2 separate regions of the Pan troglodytes genome follow, and region 1 is linked to region 2. A link is a contact called in public capture Hi-C data. All regions are on one chromosome and are shown on one strand. The core of a region is the stretch at or near the end of the contact, and the rest is flanking DNA. Distances in the headings are between cores, read along the strand shown.

The links. Capture Hi-C pulls out chosen DNA fragments and counts their contacts.
Region 1: a contact with region 2 is called in a capture Hi-C map of stem cell-derived neural stem cells, with 3 times the contacts expected there. The contact joins two enhancer-like sites. A contact is called at or near these places in 3 of 7 Hi-C or Micro-C datasets (induced pluripotent stem cells and stem cell-derived neural progenitor cells) and 1 of 1 other capture datasets (stem cell-derived neural stem cells).

Annotation. Positions count from the first base shown.
Region 1 is chr10:103,977,109-103,982,797 of NHGRI_mPanTro3-v2.0_pri, forward strand. No RefSeq gene overlaps it. Among named protein-coding and RNA genes, the nearest start is that of NEDD1, 240 kb to the left of the region's middle. Within about 2 kb of position 1,648, at least 4 of the 24 cell types and tissues checked have an H3K27ac peak or open chromatin away from gene starts, as enhancers often do. A contact at or near this core is called in stem cell-derived neural stem cells, where this site is marked.
Region 2 is chr10:103,826,136-103,832,027 of NHGRI_mPanTro3-v2.0_pri, forward strand. No RefSeq gene overlaps it. Among named protein-coding and RNA genes, the nearest start is that of NEDD1, 86 kb to the left of the region's middle. Within about 2 kb of position 4,261, at least 1 of the 24 cell types and tissues checked has an H3K27ac peak or open chromatin away from gene starts, as enhancers often do. A contact at or near this core is called in stem cell-derived neural stem cells, where this site is marked.

The DNA of each region.
Region 1 (5,689 bases), core at 398-2,897, 150 kb after region 2:
GACCAGTTTGGATTGTGCACTTTACAGGCATCTGAGCGCCTTGAGTGAAATTGTCTCGGGATCATCTTGCAGTCATCTGCACCTTGTACAAATTCCTCCTTTCAGAGTCCTGGTGGTCATTTAGAGATATATTATACAGACATATTATACAGTGTGACCTTCCTGATGTCTACTAATTCAGTGAGTGTGAATTCACCTGTATTGTTCTCATTGGTTTATCTTTGCTATATTTTTTCTTTCTGTATTGAAGATTGAATCACATAACAGAGTATCACTGGTACTGTATATCTTTTTATGAGCGTTATCCTAATGCTAAAACAGAGAAGAGCTCAAAAAAAAAAAAACCTAAAATGAGCAGGCAAATAACCATTTAGTGGCCTAATTAATAAAGAGAAATCACCGTGTTGGATTATGCTATGATAATGAATGTTGACTATTGAGAAAATTGAGCCCATTTTAATGGGATCTGATGTTGTTTTAACATAAATGCCTGTCAGTTTGGAGGTTGGGAACACGAAACTTTTTCTCATTGAAATTGTAATAATATTTTTGACAAATAGCCCTACAGATTTATTTTCAGGAAAAATTATTCTCCAAAAGATGGTACAAGACTATTTTGTCCTTGTTCTGTCTAGAAGGACTTGTTTCCAATGTTTTTTGACCCATGACTATAGCTACCCATCTAGTTTTAGGAAAAAATTTAGTGTGCAGTGTATACAATGGCCCATTCTTCCTAGTGACAGGCAAGTGACTCTTTGTTATTGTTAATTATGTCTCTAAAAATCTCACACTGTAAACACGAATACCAAAGGGAAAAATGAGGATCAATGATTGTCTTACAGAACTTTAGGTAGATAAGTTCCCTCTTTCTCTAGAATGCCCTAATTTTCATCAGCATCAACTAAAAGTGCCAAAAATACAGGCATAAATCTATTGGACATGTGTGTGCATATGTGTACGTGTGTGTGTGGGTTGTGTGTGTGTGTAAGATGAGGTTAATTTAGCAGGATTGAGAAGCGGAAACATTGTTATTGGCTCCAAGGTGCTGCAGGAAGATTTTGACAGATGCTGTTTACTGTCATCAGAGATCTGACTCAAGCTTTCCAGAGAAAGGTCATTAGTGACACCCAACAAATCACTTTTGTGTTGTGGCCAATGCGAAAGTCAAATGGAAATTGTTTCTAAAAGTCAATGAGAGCCCGGCTCACTGTAAGTTTGGTTAAAATAACTTTTCCAAAACTTATTAGTTTATGTGCTAAAAAGCCATGACCAAGAGTGAAAGAATGAAAGAGGAAAGCTCTGGCTTTGGTAAACACTGTGGAAACAAAGGGCCAGGAAGAGAAATGTTTTGCAGGGCAAAACATTTTCCCGAGCCAGGCCAGATTTTCCCGAGCCAGGCCAGTGCAGCACCCTTCATCTCCATCTCAGCAATGTGGACGCTTAGCACAGAAGGCTGCCAGCTCAGCTGGACACAGCCTGCTAGCCACGGCTGCTAGCTCAAGCATAAAGACTGAAGAGAATTGAAGGCTGTGATTAGGAAATTGAAGACTGGCTGAAAACTTGAGATTTCCTGCACTTAGCTGGGGGGGACTCGTGAGAGATTTGATTAGAATGCACACAGAGAGGCCAACTCCTTTGTCTCTCCAGTTCCATATTGGACTGAAGTGGTAGGGTGCATTCCAGTGCCCTTATTGGATTTGTCTCTGAAGCTTTAAAGCATTCAAAAGTAAAATCCCATTGATCTGAAAGGTCAGGAGGGGCTGAAGAAAGATTACAGGTTTAATTTCCAGCTCTGGGTGACTTCCCATTCATAGTACTTTACCTCCGTGACAGTACCTCATCTCTAAAAATGGGAGAAATGAATGTAAAAAAAAAAAGAAAAAAGAAAAAAGAAAAATTCCTCAGAATCAATACTAATGAAAAAAAAAACATGCTAAGTATTTCCAAAATAATTTAGTAAAAATGGGACATTTTTAATATTGTTTCAACCTAAATCCTATAGAACTTACTACCATAAAGAAGGAAAAGTAAGACAAGAAATTGTGTGTGGTAGTACATTCTGGTCAGTGTGGACATAAGTGTTTTTTAATAAAGGGGAAGGGGAAGTCGGGGCTTCACCATAACTTTAGATCCATACAATGAAATTCACATATCTAAAAGGAAAAATAAAATAAAGAGGTATAATTTTTATTGAAAAGGGGAAAAGACCAGGACTAGATAGGAGAGATTAAAGAAAATTGGACTAAATTACGTAGATGAAGACTAAATCAGAAATGCCAAGAAAGAGTCTACTGTGACTCTGGGTGGCTGGTGACAGGGATGTGGCAAGATGTGAGTGAAGTGTGTTAAATGTGGCTTCCCAATCTCTGGGAGCCCCGATGACAGCAAGATGCTTTCCTCTTCACCTCGCTGAATTTCCTCAAAGTTAGCCCTTTGATTAATTCTGCCAATTTAGTGTCCTGCCAGAGTCATTTTGATTTAGTGACATTTTAAATCCATCTCCTGTGTTTTCTTCCTCCTTCAGTCTAAAGTTAGCATAGCCATAACACTTTGATGTAGAGTTGCCCTGAGCTTCTGAGCCTCAGAGCCCCAGCAAAATCCCTAATGTGGCACATCTGATTTTCCTAATATAGAGGAAGGCAGAGCTGAAGCGCGTCTGTAATGGAAAACATTTTACATAGTAAATACGAATGGCCCTGCTCTCTCCTAGGTCACATTTCATATTTAACATCAATTTCATATGCTGGCCTTCCTTTCTTTTCTCTCCACTCGGCACTTTCACATCAGGATTCTTTCCCATCATTTCTAGCTAAATCAGTTTCCACATTGGTGATGGCACAGTACTGTTTATGTCCTAACAGCCTATTTATAACAGGGTGGTGCATTGCAAAATGCCAGGAAAAAATGAAAAAGCAAGAAAAGAAGATGTATGCTATTCATAATTATGTCCCCAATGCCTAATGTTCCTGCCTACATTGCCCATCTCTGTGCCTGGCCTGCCTTAGGTGCTGAATACATATTTTTTTCCAATTGAACAATTTCATCTAATGATAGAAGTACCAATGACTGAAATTAATAACAAAACACAAGTTCCCAGAACCATTTTTTAAAAATTAGATGTTTCTGAATTTGGGGTTGGGGGAAGATATTTATAATCTGTACTCACAGATTATATAATAAGCACCTACGTTGGGGAAAGCTATGCACTTCAATTTGGGGACCATCTCTGTTCATTCCATGCTTCTTGGGGTAATTACAAACGATGGGAAGAATTTCCTGCCTCCATTTGGTCAGTGACATTATCAGCGCTGTCTAATGTTACATTTCCCTTTCCTGGTATTCCTTTTCATATTTAACAATGCTTTCTGTCTTTCAGCCTCTTATGCCAAAGCCATCAAGTCAATCCTATGCTTATTATTTTTTACTCTCACCCCCATCCACTGCATCAACCCATTCTATGTTTCTACCTTAAACTATCCAGAATGCAATTGATCGCTCCACCTCCACGGCTGTGAACAGCGTTCACCCTCTCTAGTCTGGAAGATCACAGTGGCCTCCTAACAGGTCCCCATTCATCTTTTCTCAGCACAAATAGCCAGGGTGCTTCCTTAAAACACATTTAAGTCAGGTCCTGAGACTCTTCTGCTCAAAACAATTTACAGCCCTCCACCTCACGCAGACTAAAAGCCACTTTTTAGAGTGGACTTGGACCAGGTCCACGTTTTCTGTGGGACTTCATCTTGGGCCTCCTCTACCTTGGTGCCACACTTTCACTCTCCCTCGTCCCACTCTTCTCCGGCTATATTTGTCCTTGTTGGTCCATGACACGTTCTCCTATTCTGCACCAGCCACTCCTACCTGAATGCTCTTCCACATCTATTTCCACGGGGCTCCTTTGCCTCCTATAGATATTTGCTCAGATATCACCTTCTCCATCCATCCCTCTCTGATTGCTGTATTTAAGATGGTTCCCTCCCGACATTCCTGTCTCTGCTTTACTATTTTTCATATCACTTATCGCCATGTGATATACTTACATTGTACTTATTTATATGTTAATTGTAGGTCTCCTCCACTAGAAAGTGAACTCCATAAGAGCTGAGGGCTTTGTTTTGCCTGGTGTGTTCCCTGCTGTCTCTCCGGAACTGAGGAGAGAACTGACTCATTAAATATCTGCTGAATGAATGAATGAATAAATGAATACTTTCCCACTGTTTTGACCAAGCTGTGATGTTTATCTTGATTAATTTACCTTTTACAAGACAATTGGACTGTTTCCTTCTCTAAAATAGCTTAATAGTATGATTTAATATATGTTTAAAAGTATATGGCAGAACTCTACCAGGCCTGTCCTCCTCAAATAAATGCAGTTCTCAGTGTAATTACTTTAAGCTTCATGGGAATCAGAACTATTGATCTAGAATTGCACGCTTCTTTATCAAACTGCCTTAAAAAGTTATTGGTACTCTTTTTTCTTTTACTTTTTCTTTTTCTTTTTTTCTTTTGAGATGGAGTTTCGCTCTTGTTGCCCAGGCTGGAATGCAATGGCATGATCTCTGCTCACTGCAACCTCCACCTCCCGGCTTCAAGCGATTCTCCTGCTTCAGCTTCCCGAGTAGCTGAGATTACAGGTGACCACCACCATGCCTGGCTAATTTTTGTATTTTTAGTAGAAACGGGGTTTCATCATGTTAGCCAGGCTGGTCTCAAATTCGTGACCTCAGGTGATCCACCCGCCTCGGCCTCCCAAAGTGCTGGGATTACAGGCGTGAGCCACTGAGCCTGGCTTCTATTTTCTTTCTGAGCCAATATACTCAGACTTCTCATGCATGGAAGTATAGAGGAATAACCACATGGCCTGGGTATCAGAGAGAAAAAGATGCAAGAGGTTATAAAAGTGGTTGAAAATATGATTATGGTAATATCTGTGCAGATAAACTAGCTGTAGTTGATCTTTTATTATATCTAAGGTACATCCCAATTTTAAAAAATTATTACAATGTGTAAGCCCTGAAAGATATTAGTTAAATCATTATGTCAAAGGTGGAATTATTATGCGAAGGACAAGCATAAAGTCTTTCCTGAACACTTGTTGGCATTATTGGCTAACCGGAAAAAGCTGTAACAATATTTCTTATAAACAATAGTTACCAAAGAAAAGTAGACCCCTTCAAGAGCTGACTGCTCTTGAAAGCCCATTAAAGAACTTACTGCATACTACAGTCCACTAATAAGCCGAATTAATAGCATCCTATTTCAGTATTAATGAGACAACTTTTTGGCATTGTCTTTGGCCTTGTAACAGTAGAAAATACAAAGAACAATGAGATGCGAAAATTAAAAATAAATAATGCTTGCCCTTATTACTCAGCCCAAGAAACTTTGAAATCACCCAAGTTTTCTAGCTGAAAATAATTTAGTAGAATTAGTTACTCATGTGAACAAATTGTCTTTTATCTTTAAGTTGGTATAATAAATACTTTCATATATTTATGCTTATATGGACATTGGAATATACTCAAAGACAGTAAATCTAGTAAAATGCTTTATTTGGTATAGAAGTATTATTAGATGATCTCCTATAATCAGTTGAGTCACAGGTATTTTTATCTTATTTTATTTGTAAAATTATTGTTTGGGTATACAGTATTTTGGAATTCTATTTTAATTTCCTTTATAAAATACTAAT
Region 2 (5,892 bases), core at 3,011-5,510:
AAGGAAGAAGGGCAGCGACAATGACAATGAGCTGAGCTCTCTAGGCTGTTCACAGAATGGCAGCAAAGACAAAGAACTTTTTTTCTGCTTTAGAAAAGCTGCCATTACCTTTCCTCTCTTTCAGACCCTTTTCTTCGTGTTCTTGGTTTCCTTGCAGCTTTTAGCATCTTTTCATGAATGGCTATTTTAACTTCTCTTTTTATCAATAAATAAGATGATGGAACTGTTACTAATTTACTATTTGAAAATAGAGGTTTTAAAGTGGCACTCTTGAAGATTTTAGAATAATTGCAAACTTTAAGTCTCTTCTTTTTCTTTTTTCACTCATCGAAACTGATTTTTTTCTAAGCCAGAGTGTTTTGCCTATTTTTTGTTTTTACTGAAGGTGCTTTTTTTTAAAGAAAAGGATAATTGAAAGTTGTTCTACGTATACAGCTTTTTAAAAAAATCATGTTTCTCAGTGAAAAACAACAACCCTGAAATGAAAGCCAGCTTCAGTCAGACCAAAATGGACTCACAAAGTGGAGCTGACATCCTGAAGGGAGGGGGGAGAAATGCTAATGTCCCAAGTCATCAGTTTGGGCCATTTCAGTGCTAAATGACAGGATCAAGAAGAAAAATTTTGAAATTGATTTTTAAGACTGTCTGAAAAAGAAGACTGAAATGAATATTAAGTGATTTCTTTGGGGCTGTCAGAAATGATAATGGAAGAAGAGACAGGCCCAGTCTTGCTACTGATGGTAGGATCAGGCAATTTAGAGTCAAGGCAGATTGGAGATGAAGTTCTGTGCTCCAGTTTTAAAGAAATGCTAATGAATGGAAGAAAAAGGAAGCAGCAAAGACATCTGATATGAGTAGTTATGAGCTGGAGAGGGAAGAGGAAAAGATGTGGTATCATACATGTTAGGGAAGAGGTACCATGATGAACATGTGCCGGGCTCTGTATTTTATATGGATAAAAGAACAGCCCCTTCCCTGGGAGGGTGAGCTGCATGAGATGTGGATATGGGGATGGATTTGTCTGGACACATCCGTGCTCTCTCCCACCTCGTCCCCACCAATAGCCATGCACATTGATCCGTTGGCTGGTTAGAGTGGGGCTCCAGGCTGGCTGCCGAACAAGCCCGTATGGCATGAGGGTTGCATTTATGTTTTTGGTCTCATTAGCACCACGTTGGAACCAACAGAGTTAGCTGACTAATTAATACAGAGATGGATTGGGTGTTCTCTGGGATTTGGAATCAGTTTCCCTTAAATTAGCCATGTCAATTACCGCAAGTCCATAGATACCAAGAGTTGGAAAAATATCTGGCAGGATTTAAAAGCTGATAGGGAAATGCAGATAATTTGGATAAAAATAGAAAAGAACACCAATTTTACCAGGATTGTGCTTTTTCAGCACACAAATTCTAACCATAAAAGCTTTGTGAAGGACTGATACAGCATTTTGATGCATTACTTTTTCTATGATTTGTTTTCAAATATTTTTTAATTCCATTTTTTTTTCTGTTCTCTGAATACACAGGCTAAAAAACCATAATCTTTTTCAGCTTTCTACTTACAAATATTGAAATGCACAGCAAGCGCTAATTCCTCTAGGAAACAATATCCCAGTTTCTGTTTTGGAAACTAATCCATCTTTTCTTTGTGTTATAGGGTTGTATATCAAGGTACCTGGCCTTTTGTAAGCCATGAGGTGGGCAGTTGTTGATTAAATCTAAGCCAGTGGTTCTCACCTGGGGGTAGTTTTGCCTACTAGTGGACACTGGGCAAAGTCTAGAGACATTCTGTCTCAGCTAGTGGGGGTGCTATTGGCATCTAGTGTGTAGAGGCCAGGGGTGCCACTCAATACCCTACAATGCACAGGACAGCCGCCCCCACCCCCCGCCACCCACCACAAGGAATTTTCTAGTCCAAAATATCAGTAGTGCCAACAGGACCTTTTCCTCTGGAATTCAGAAACTTCAGTGATATGATATGTGACAAACTCAAAAAATGACTTGACTTATTTATTTGAGTAGCAATGCCTAGTTAAGACTGTCAAGTTGTGCCTGATAGCTAGACTTCCTCAGACCTTTCTTCATTCCTACTTTTGTGTGTGCTGGGGTCTTCAGCCTTTCAATATATTCTCCATTTTACTCGCTTTTGATACAGTCTTTTTTCCCTTTGATTATCCAGAGATATTTTCTGTTGCTTGCAATCAAAGAACTCTAAAGTGATGTGGAATAACCGGCAGTTGGTTAACATACATGTGTCAACTGGTGCCTTCTAAGTAGACAGTACCTTACAAATCCTAAATATGGTTCTTATGTAGCTTTCTGGTGGTTGAGGGTCAAATTAGAGCAAGCAGAAGCAGTAGAAAAGAGATCCACATACATATTTGGTTTCTTGCCTTGACCTCCAGGGACCTAAGGCAAGCAACCACTGCGATAATGAGCAGAATCAATAAAGCAAATGATTGCCTGAGAATTCACTCCAAAGCAAGGAAATAAAACATTTTCCAAGCTGGTAGGGCATCAGTGGCTGCAGATCAAGTGAAAATCCTGAAGAGCAAGATTAAAAAAAAAAATAAAGTGACTTACCATCTTTTTAACAGTGTCTGCCTTTGACCTCCTTGGGCTGTTTTGCACAATATCTAAGCTAGGGGCTGCAGATAAATAATTTCTTTTCTTTTAAAAAAGTAATTATTCTCATTTTAAGCTTCATTTTAAAATAATGAAAGCATAGATGATAGTACCTTACTCACAGGCATAGAAGTTTTCTTTAAAGATTTTTAAACTCAGGGCTGACACTGAGCTTGGTGCTGTATTTTATTAAACAGGAGAACCTTTTTTCAAATTAAGATGATCCAGTGAACATATCATTTGATTACCACAGCTAGAATAGGGACTGTACGTAGCTACTTGCGTCTGTTTAGCTGTTGGAGACCTTGGGGGCTGCCTCGTAAAAAGACCTGTTTTGTTGGAAGCTTTTCTTTCACTAAGTGCATGGGTTGGAATATGTTAAACTGTTCTTCAGTGAACAAAATCATAAAAATATGTGAGCATACAAATAGAGGATTCGTGTTTGAGATCTCATGAGGTTCATTGTACTTCCAAGACAAGCTTTCTTTTTTTTAAGGTGCCAGCAAAATGCCATGGTATTTTATTTTTGTCTCCGGTAAATTGCTCTGGAAACTTAAACAAATTAAACATCCTGTTTTGTGTTTCCGAGACTCACTGGGGAAACTCAGTCTCTTTAGTCTGAAGTTTCAGGAGGGAAGGAACATCAGAATATAAGATATTGTTTATAATCACCTTTTTGAAATGGTTATGCCTATGCTGGCGTGAAGGGAGGTACATGGGCCATTCAGTATCATCTCGAAGAAGCAGTTCTGTTCATTATCTAAAGAAAAAGAAAACAAATGTGAAGTTTTTAGAGGTGTAAGAGTGTGTGTGTGTGTGTGCGTGTGTGTGTTCTGTAATGCTGTACAATGCAAAATCTGTTCTGTTACTGTTCATATTTTAGAAATTGATTTTTAATATAATAGTTATACTCAGTTAAAATCCATTGTTCAAGCCAGTTTGAGACAAATTTAAAAGTAAATCTTCATAAAGGAATAATTAATGATCATCATTCCAACCAAGGCAACATGACAGAAATTAACAACTAAAACTTAGGAGTTGCCTTTGGAATTTAATGGGGCTCTGTCTTTCTTGAGTTCCCAATTACTGAAAAATATTTTCCTCCATTGCCCATGTTGGTTAAATGGAAACAGCTACCCTTCCCTCCCCAACATTCAATGGATTTTTATGGATCACAGTATTGCTTCCCTTTGATTCCTTCCTGCTTAGAAGAATGAAACGGTCTGGAAGGCCGGACAGCTGGGCTTGTGCCCCTCGACCTGAGGGGTAAAATTAGCTTAAGTGGCTAATTTTAGTGCTTTCTGCTTTCAATGGGGTCTTCTTGACAATAGGAACTGTCTGGCTTGGTTGCTTTTCATGAAAACATCTTAACCTTCCCCCCTGCCCCTACCTGCTTGAACTCTCAGTTGAAATATTACATTTAAAGGCCAAACAGAACCCAAATGAATGGATGATAGCAGCACCTTTCAAATGTCACTTAAAAAAAAATCTATGAACTGAAAGCTCAAGTCCTTTGGGAAGGAACAGAAATGAACTAACTGTCACCTTTCTCCTCCCTCCTCCCTCTGCAGAGATATGGGCTTTCACTTTCTCTGCTCTCTCTCCCCATTTTCTCCTTCCCTTCTGTCCTCCCCGCCACTGCCTCCCACACACACCTGAGAAATATGAAATTCTGGTTTGGGTGTATGCCTCGGAGGCTGAACTATGCAAGAAGTGTCATCCGTGGAGGTGTTTCCTTTCGGAATGTCATTGTTTAACTTCAGGGTCCTGTTATTTTTGTGTGAACGAAATGTCAGAAAAGAATTTCACCATGTAATTTCCTAGGCATTGACAGGCCTTTGCCATCTGTCAGTGGATCGTGGTTTTACCTTTGGTTCCCTGCCATGTTTAGGGTTTTGACCTATTCCTTTGAGTCCTGGTAATTTTACCTCTCAATATAGCCTCTGATGGAAGCCTCTGCTGCCAAGTGTGACTTTTGTAACTTTAGGGAAGGAAGTGATTTCTTTGATAGACTGCTTATTATTATTTTTAAAACCTCGAGTGTCAAGAATCCTGTCACTTGTAGAGTGTTGGCTTGTGATTAATCTCGTGTGTATTATCTATTTTCGTCCTCAGTGTTTGCCCATGAAAAAGGGCTGCATTGCACAAAAGTCTCAGCTTTGCTTTTGAAATGTAGGGCTGAGCTCTGTTTGCTGAAAGAGGTAGTTTAGAGGAGAAGAACTGGTGTAGGAAGAGAAAAAAATCATAATGGTTTTTATGAGAACCCAAGTTTAATTGGAAAGAAGGAAAACTGAAGTTTTTCATTCCCTACATAGTGAAGATTCTGAGAAATCCTATTGCTCTGAAGTCAGAAGATGGATTTTATAAAGTACAAGCAGATTGTCTTTGAACTGAATTTTAAAGCTCTGCTGTCAGAGTTGACAAGTTCCCGAATTCAATTTTCAAACTAAAACTTAGAAAACTGGGGAAGACACTGTGTCTCCTCAGTAGCTTATCAAAAGAAATGAGGTGGCAGCTCCCACTGCTGTCTCCGGCTGGCCAGGCAGAAGGAGGCAGATGCAGCCCCGTCAAGTTATCTCCGCTCCCTCTCATGGATCATGCGTGTTTGAGAGAGGCTTCGGTATGAGCTCAAGCTGGCTGAGATTGGAGGATCATAACAGGCAGACAGGCTTCTCCCCAAGAACAGGGAGAGTTTTACCATTTTCAGAGGAGCTTTAAGCACCAGTGATCCTTGCCCAAGACCTATTGGTCTTCACCTTTGGCAGATAAAGGATAAAGATGCATAGATATTAGCACACTAGTTGCTTTACTAGGACAGTGGTAAACTGTAGAATTCCAGGCACTGCCACCACCAGGGCTCTCATCTTTCTTTTGGGAAAAATATTAGCTAGTTTTGGCTCCTAAGTTCTCAAGATCTTCCTTATGTATGGAGGCAATAACTAGTTTTCCTAAAAAAGAAAACATGTGCAACTACTATATTAATATTAATACAAGCAAATGTTAAATATTTATAATGTGCCTTAGAGCCCATTTAAACCTAATATCAATCCAGTGAAGTAGTTAGTATCATCGACATTGTGCCGGGAGTGAGTTTACTCATGATTTCCTAACCAGTAAGCAGCAGTGCTGGGATTTTGACCCAGCTCCCCCTGACTCCTGACCTTGTCCTCTTAACAAGGGTTTTACACACTCATTCAGGTACTTGGACTATTTCTGTCCCTTGGCTCCAATATTCCTCTAGGATCTCAGTGTTCTCTCCCGAGTCAAA